Regions from separate parts of the Mus musculus genome. Here region 1 is linked to region 2. A link is a contact called in public Hi-C data. All regions are on one chromosome and are shown on one strand. The core of a region is the stretch at or near the end of the contact, and the rest is flanking DNA. Distances in the headings are between cores, read along the strand shown.

Region 1 (3,997 bases), core at 1,492-3,991, 45 kb after region 2:
TTCATTGTTTGTATATCTCTCATCTTCTCCTCAATGAAAGCCATTTAAAGGCTGATCTAACTTGTCTTTGTCAGTTGGCATCTACCAAAGCAGGGTTCGCAGAGTAGGCAATCTATCAATAACATGTCTGCCTACATACCTACCTGCTAGCCAGGTTGCCAGTGGGATGAGTATAAATTTCTTTTATTCATAGGGGGACATAGGGAGTTGGTTAAAAATTTAAAATTTAAAACCACTTGTATAATTTTTTTATTTTAATCTTTGTAAATGTGTATGTGTATTTCACTGTATGGGTGCTGGAGGAGGCCAGAAGATGCCAGATACTCTAAAGCTGAAGTTATAAATAGTTGTGAACTGTCCCGGGCAGGATGTGATGGAAACAAAACTCCACTCCTTTGCAAGAGCAGCAAGTGTTCTTAAATGCTGGGCCATCTCTTCAGATCCTAATTTCTTTATATGTATATTTTTTGTGTATACAGTAGTCTACCTGTAAATTTTTTTCTTTTTAAAATTTTCAGTAAAAATAAAACATGTATATCATATGCCTCAAGTTCTTTCATAAAAGTCATATTGTTAATGATTAAAGGTAGTCTTTCCATCTAGAGACTTCAATTCTTTATTTTAAAACTTTTAAAAAGAAATGATGTTTTGGATGGGCACACACACACACTTGTTATCATACACTTGTTATCACACACTTGTTATCACACACTTGTGGACATCAGAGGAAGACTTTGTGGAGTTGGGTTTCTCCTTCCACCTCTCCATGGGTTCTGGGGTCACACTTAGGTCATTGAGGTTTGTGCAACCACCACTTTACCCACTGAACATCCTGGCCTGAGAGTTCATCCTTTGGCACCAGGAAACACTGGCATATTTTTTATTTGAGAGTGTTCTGTAAATGTCTCTTTTATTTCCCTAGATGGAGGGATGAGATGAGAGTCTTACCCAGGGCTCTGTTCGAATACACTACATGGCTTGGGCTGAACCCAGATCATTTCTTTCTCTGTTATAAGCATCCCTAGACCTAGGCCTGGAAGCATCTAGCCTCCATGCAATCTAATCTTCCAAGCTGACTGATTCAGCCTGGCTTCAGCCTCATACTCACTTTCGCAATCCCTTCTAATCTTCTGGCTCTTTCTCATTCTCTGGCTTGTTCTGTGTCTATCTTGTTCTTTTTGCTACCTATCCCTATAGGTCACACACACACACACACACACACACACACACACACACTCCTCACCACAACACCTCTTTCTTTCTCTGCTCTGCTCTTAAGTTGCCTTCCTTTCCTGTCTATTCTCTTGTGAGTTGCATGTATCCAATCCCTGACTCATTCTGTCAAATCTTTCTCTCATTCCTCACATTGTCTACCCCTCAATTAGATGTCACTTCAAACAAAGGGGCTTCCTTCTGCAAACTAATCTCATCACCATTGTTGGGGATTAAAGATGTGTTTTAAGGGCTTGTCTATATTCCAGCCAGATCATACTGCAATCCAACTTAATCACACAGACCTAGAGGGTCTTTGGACGTGATCTCTTGCCAGAGCAGCCATGTTGCTGGATTAAAATTCCTCTTCAGTGTTCTGCTGGCATGCTTTCTACCTTTTGAGGAATGAACTTGTCATTGAGATGTGTGACTCAGGTGACTCTTCTTGTTTCTCATTCTCTGCCTTCTGATGCATTCCTTTAATGTTTGCCTTTAACCTGTCATAGAGCTTTTAAAATAATCACTTCGCTCCTCCCCTGAAATGTTTCCCTGTGTAGCCCTGGCTGTCCTGGAACTTGATCTGTAGACCAGGCTAGCCTTGAACTCACAGAGATCTGCTTGCCTTTGCCTCCTGAGTGTTAACATTAAAGGCATGCATAAGTGCCTGGCTTTAAAATGTCTACTTTTAAAAATGTTTTCAGGAGTTTGTCTTTATTTTCTGAGTTCCTTTTTATATTATCTGCTTCTTGTTTTGGGAATATATTTATTTTCCACTCTTCCCAATCCAGCACACCCCTCCCCTACCCCCAGCCTCAGTTCTATCCCAATAGGCCTATTTTCTGTCTTTTAGAATATTTGTCAAAATCTCACCCTCTGATGGACTCTTTGATGACTTTGTTCCTCTTATCATGATGTGTTGGGAAAGAGATGAGATAAGTATCTGTGTATACTCAGGTTGCCATCTTTGATCAGTCTGTTTTATTGAAAAGTGGGTAAAAAAAAATTACCTGGGGAAATCTGGCCTTGTCAGTAGTGTAAGTTCCCTGCCTGGAAGATTCATAAATGATGCTCTGTTTCTGAGACCAAGGTTACGATAACCCAGAAGGGCTCAAAGTTTCTACTGAGTAATCCGGTATCAGGAAGCATTTAGATACCAAGAGGGAGATAAACTCTCCAAGCTTTTAGGCAACCCTGACACTTATTAACAGCTGGATAAGACTGATCTACAAAAAGTTCACTTAAAGTTGGCTAAAACAAAAGATTGTGTTGGTTCTACAATGGGGCTCCTGTGCACACCTTACTCTTTGATTTCCTCCAAACTGTTGGACCTGAGAGACTGCAGAAAGCTGCGGCAGCCAGCCACTCCTAATCCTACTCACTCACAAAGAATGTCCCCTTTGAGCCACTGTGATACATGCTGGTTACTCCCACAGAGTCTTCAGGATTGGCTGGGACTGCAAATAAAACACTGTTTGCCTATAATCAAGTTGATAAGCTACAATATAAACGAAGACAGGCACCTGTTCACTGTGGCACTTTACTCTCTTTTCCTAAACGTTTACATGAAAGACCTGGAAAGGACGCATTGTTTCGGGCCAAAAGAAACGATCTTTAAGGAAGAAAAAGCCTAAAATGGGTCTGCTGAATTCTAAAAACCCCCAAAGCAAGCAAGCCCACATTCTTCTCCTCGGACTTGACTCAGCTGGGAAATCTACTCTGCTTTACCGGTTAAAGTTTGCTGAGACTCTCTCAACCATCCCAACCATCGGCTTCAACGTGGAAATGGTCCAGCTGCAGAGCAGTCTCACACTCACCGTGTGGGATGTTGGAGGACAGGAGAAGATGCGAACAGTCTGGGACTGCTACTGTGAGAACGCTCAAGGGCTGATGTACGTGGTGGACTGTTCCGAAGGCAAAAAGCGACTGGAAGACTCTCGCAAAGAGTTCAAACACATTTTGAAGAACGAGCACATCAAAAACACACCGGTCGTCATACTGGCCAACAAACAGGACTTGCCGGGAGCTCTGAGCGCCGAAGACATCACCAGGATGTTCAAGGTGAAGAAGCTGTGCAGCAACCGGAACTGGTATGTGCAACCCTGCTGTGCGGTCACTGGAGAAGGGCTGGATGACGGGTTCAGGAAATTAACCGAGTTTCTGAAAAGCTACCGAAGGACAAGAGAGACCTTAGCAATCTTCAAGCAGAAATGAGACAATGATGAAGTGGAAATGGGAAATCTGTTTTATTTCCCATGTAAAGTGGGGGAACAAAAAGAAAAGTAAGTTGCTGAGTCGGCAAACTTTTGGGGGTGGTTTCCACCCTGCTCAGCTAAAGAAGGAACTTTCTAAGCAAACTATGGGGTAATGGTCATTGAAACGGAAGAAATTATATTTTGTAAAGGTTAACGTGTTGGATGATTTGAAAGTCCTATTTAGAGTCAGATAAATGTTAACTAATTTTGTATGACCACTAAAGTTTAAATAGCTGTCTGCTTATATAGTCAGGATTTTTTTCATATAGTTCCCAGATGTTACTGGCATTGAATTTCTACCCTGTCCTTAGGTAGTAATTGAATAGTGAGAAAATAACAAAAAGAAGCTTAAATTGTGGATGTTAACGTTTTGAAAATCTTTGTTTTGTAAACAGACACACAAATGCTATCAGCTTTTTGACATCTATTGTTTGTAACTTCCTTTATCTTTTTTAAAAAATATATTTTTTTAGTGAATTCTTTGAGCATTTCATACAATGTGTATTGAAACACACACACACACACCCCTCCCT
Region 2 (4,374 bases), core at 1,797-4,296:
AATATTTCACTATTTTATGTGTATGAATGTTTTGCCTCAATGTGTGCCTGTAAACATGTATACTTGGTGCCTGTGGAGGCCAGATATTGGTGTCCAGTTCCCTAGGACTGGAGTTACGGCTGGTTGTGAGTCACCATGTGGGTGCTGGGAACCAAACCCATATCCTCTGCAAAGAGCAACAAATGTTCTTAACCAATGAGCCAACTCTCCAGCCCTGAAATAAAAATAAACAAATAAATAAAATCATGTCATTTGCAGGAAAAGGAATGAAACTTGAGATTTTCATGTTAGTTATAATAATCCAGACTTATTTATTATGCTAATCATAATAAACCTTTTCTCTAAATGTGGAACCCAGGTTATAGTTACTATACACATATGTGCATATAATGAGCATGCACGAACATGACATGGAGATAGAAAGTGTGCTATTTGGGAAGAGGAGGGGGATCTGTAAGTGAGGAGAGGACGGAAGAGAGGCAGTGGGGACCAGTATGGTGAAAACACATGATGTGTTTATATAGGAATATCACAAGAACCCCTGTTAATTTATATAGTAAATATATAGAGAGGAAAACTTTAAAGAGGATTTTCATGATCTCTTTAGTCAAGAGACACTGAAGTACAGCAGAGTGCCTCTGCAGTTTTTGTTGTAGTGGTAGGTGTGAGTACATTCAGTGAGCTGCTATGTGCTTAAAACTGTCATCCAGTCCATTTCAAGGGCAGTTGTGCTGTTTTTATAAAGCCCCAAGATAAAGATGCCCCCCTCCCGTGCAAACTCTGGAATTGTTATGTGTAATGATTAGGGCTGGGTAGACTCACTGACAGTTGCAGCTAATTGCCACAGTGAGACCAGGTGGCCCTGGCAGGAGACTCCCCATTGTTCTGTCAAGAATAGAACCTCTGAATTAGTGGCCCTGAGCCAGAAGTGGTATTCATTATAGTGAGTGTCCCCACAAGAAATAGGATGTCACAATTAGTACCTCCCCTTTCAAAAGAAAAGGAGTATGTAATTTGTGAGAGTTTGTTTCACATAGTGAGTTTTTTAAGGTTTCTATGCTCTAAAGAAGTCGTTTTTTTTTTTTTTTTTTATAATTACCCAAGGGCTGGCCTGATAGCTTAGTGCTTGCCGCCAAGCCTAAGGACTTGAGTTTGATGCCTGGCACCCGCTAGGTGGAAGGTAAGAAGTGACTTATGCAAGTTGTCCTTTGGCCTTCTTATGCATATGGCAACACATGTGAAAACCCACTCCCCAAGTAAGTATAATTTAACCAATTTAACATATTGCAATGTGATTGAATTGCCTAGAGTGATATTAAAAATCGATTTGTGGGTCCCACTGTAGATACCCTGATTCAGTACGATAGGAGAGAGGCCCAAGAATACACACAGTAAGCTTCACGTTGTGGCGCATCCCTGTGTGCCTCTCATCCCTCATGGTACCAGAACAGTAAGGTATACTACCAAGTGACACAGAAATCGGATGCTTACTGCAGCCAGCCTAACTTCCCTCCCTGTGCCAGAGTCTCTGTGGACCACTCTGCTTCACTGCCCCTAGTGAAAGGCCAGCAATACCCACCCCCAAATCAGAAGCTACAGTGGGGATCTCCTCTTGACTTTCTCTCTTCTCTTTATTTAGAAATGTATTCTTTATTTGTGTATGTGTGTATGGATGTGTATGTGTGTGTATATATGTGTGTGTGTGTATGTATGTATGTGTGTGTGTATGTATGTGTATATATGTGTGTGTGTATGTGTGTGTGCAGAAGCCAGAAAAGAGTGTTGGTTATCCTGGAGCTAGATGTACAGGGAGTCACGAGCCATGCATGGTGGGTGCTGGGAACCAAACACTGGCGCAAGGGCCCTGACAGCTGAGCCATCTCTCTCTTCAGCCCCCTTTCTCTGTCAATGTCTTCCGTTTACTCCCCAACATTAATATGTGTGAGACAATTGTGAACAATGCATGGCAGAATGTAGTTGAAAAATTGTATTTTAGGAGTTCAAAGAAAGGCAATTAAGAAAGGCTCTTGGTGGAACCGAAACGTGAGCTTAACCTTGACAGAGGCTGGTATTTGGCCGGCCTAGCCAAGTCAACATCATGGACAAGGCCCAGGAAGCATGCCAGAGGAGACACAGACTTGAAAGAACGGTGTGATACAGGTCATAAGGGAAGACTCAAATACACAATTCATTTATTTAGTAAGACACGGCAGGGTATTGATGGTTTTATAATGATTGAAGGTTTTAACTGTGGAGGCCACCTAGTATGCATCACTGGAAATTCCAACCTGAACAATCTGTGGCTAGGCTCCTCCTTCGCAGCCTGAAATGTGTCTCATTCACACCCTAAGTCACATTTAGGGGTTCTTACCTCAGTGTGCCTGTGGAAGTTTGGTCTCATAACGTTCTGCTCACTTGCTTAAATTTTCAAACGTAGAGACACTTCCACCACTCACAGCAGTAACTCTAGTTTTCCAGCTAATCTTTAGATTTTAAAAATGACATTTAGAAATGTGGGTGCTGGGGTACGGTGCACAGGTGGAGGCCGGAAGATAGCCTGCAGGGTCTGTTCTCTCCTTACACCAGGCGGGTCTCGGGGCCTTCCTGAGGTCCTCAGGTTCTCGTCCTCGCTCCATGCCCTCTCATTCTTTCCTCCGTACCTTCTCCATATTGGATCACCTAAACCTAAACTAGATTTACAGGTCCCCCCATCCCCCAATCCACTTAGTTTTCTTTTGCTTGCTGTTCAAACTCACCAGAACACTCAGTGACAGATGGCTTTCCTCCCAGCAGTCCTTCCTCACGGTTCGGCTCACACGTGACTCATAGATCGTCTCAGAATTATGAGAAAGGTGCATTCCTTATCTGAAGAAGGGGACAGTAACGCTGTCCTCTATGTTCTGTGTGTAACCCATGTGCCTCAGCGTGTGCCTCAGTCTTCGCCAGAGAAACACAGAGGCCAGGTTCGACCTCTTTACAGGGATCTGTGGCAGAGTGTGCACTCCTGGGTGCCTGTCATGCCACCATGTGGTTCCCACCATCGTGACATGCCCTTGTCTCTCGGTTCGCCTTCCTTCTTGGCCACAAAGCAGATGTGTTTGTGCTCTGTGGTTTATGGGTGTTTTGTTCTTTAGTATTGTTCATCTCCCAGAACAAAGCTCGAGCCCAGAGGCTGATCTCAACAGATCACAGGAACACCCATCCAGCTGCCATAACCCTCTCTTTGATCTCTTCCTGGTGCCACAAATCAAGCAACTGACTCACGGGGGAACAAACAGAATCTTGCATTATACTGCATTATTTATCTTGATGATTAGCTTATTTTTAATACTTTGGACATTTTCAGACACGCATGTAATACATTTTTATATTTGCCTTTTGTCCTCCTGCTCCCATGGATTCTCTTCTTCTTTCTGCATTGTGTGTGTGTGTGAGTGTGTGCATGAGTGTGTGTGAGTGCATGCATTCATGAATGTATGTATATGAGTGTGCAAGCATGCATGCATTCATCAGTGTGTGTGCATGAGTGTGTGAGTGTATGCATTCATAATGTATGTGCATGAGTGTGCATGAGTGCATGCATTCATCAGTGTGTTCTTTTCTTAATGAGTTTGATTACTGTTGCCTACTTGAGCATGGGTGAGGGGTCATTTTGAAAGCCTGGGTAACTTTCCTGAATGAAATATTTTCCACTCCCTGGCTCTAGTTGATTTTGTAAACTTTGGGCAGATTTAACAGTTTCTACAAGTTTTTCAGAAATTTGGAAAGGACGGCAGGAACCTTTCCCTAGTCCTTTTGTTTCTCACCTTCCCACAGTGGCCTAATGCGTTCGGGACTGTGGTTTCCGGGGTCTTTATTCCAACACATGAGTCGTCAGCATTTAAATGCCACCAAAATACCAAAGCATTCAGAACACACCAGTGACGTTCTCTCCATTCATTGAAAATGCCTTTGATCACATGCTCGGTGCCAAACAATGCTGTAAGCACCAGGATTACAGCAGTGAACAAGGCAGCCCGAAGCTCAAGCGTTCTGTATGCGCTCACAGATGAGAAAGCAAATCAGCAAACATACAATTTCAGAGACTGATAAGTGCTATTGTATTAATTAGGGTTCCCCAGGGGAGCAGAATGAATAGAAAGGATATGTGTATAATTACAGAAGGAGGTTTATTGTATTCGCTTGTATGATCAGAGGCAGAGTGATCCCTCAGTGGGCATCTGCAGGCAGGAGAGTTGCTCATCTCAACAAGCTGGGGGCCTCAGAAGAAACACCACCAGTGCTACAGTCTCGAGTTAAAGCAGCTGAGTTTGTGGCAGAGCATCAGCTGATCCATCGCTCAGGAAGGACACAGCTTGCATATGCTAGCTAGCT

Evidence for each region. A called contact is a pair of places that touch in the nucleus more often than the background predicts.
Region 1: a Hi-C map of CD4 T cells shows a contact between it and region 2, with 1.6 times the contacts expected there. The contact joins the promoter of Arl14 here to the enhancer-like site in region 2. A contact is called at or near these places in 1 of 39 promoter capture datasets (macrophages), 1 of 484 Hi-C or Micro-C datasets (CD4 T cells), 3 of 115 datasets of contacts at active chromatin or transcription factors (CD8 T cells, embryonic stem cells and pancreatic cancer cells) and 3 of 9 other capture datasets (adipose tissue, embryonic stem cells and liver).

The regions. Positions count from the first base shown.
Region 1 is chr3:69,219,678-69,223,674 of GRCm38.p6, forward strand. Arl14 (ADP-ribosylation factor-like 14) reads left to right here and starts at 2,742. Exons shown (of 1, transcript NM_027843.1): 1 at 2,742-3,941. The coding sequence starts at 2,845. The coding sequence ends at 3,423.
Region 2 is chr3:69,174,560-69,178,933 of GRCm38.p6, forward strand. No RefSeq gene overlaps it. Among named protein-coding and RNA genes, the nearest start is that of Gm1647, 46 kb to the left of the region's middle. Within about 2 kb of position 3,047, at least 72 of the 459 cell types and tissues checked have an H3K27ac peak or open chromatin away from gene starts, as enhancers often do. A contact at or near this core is called in CD8 T cells and pancreatic cancer cells, where this site is marked.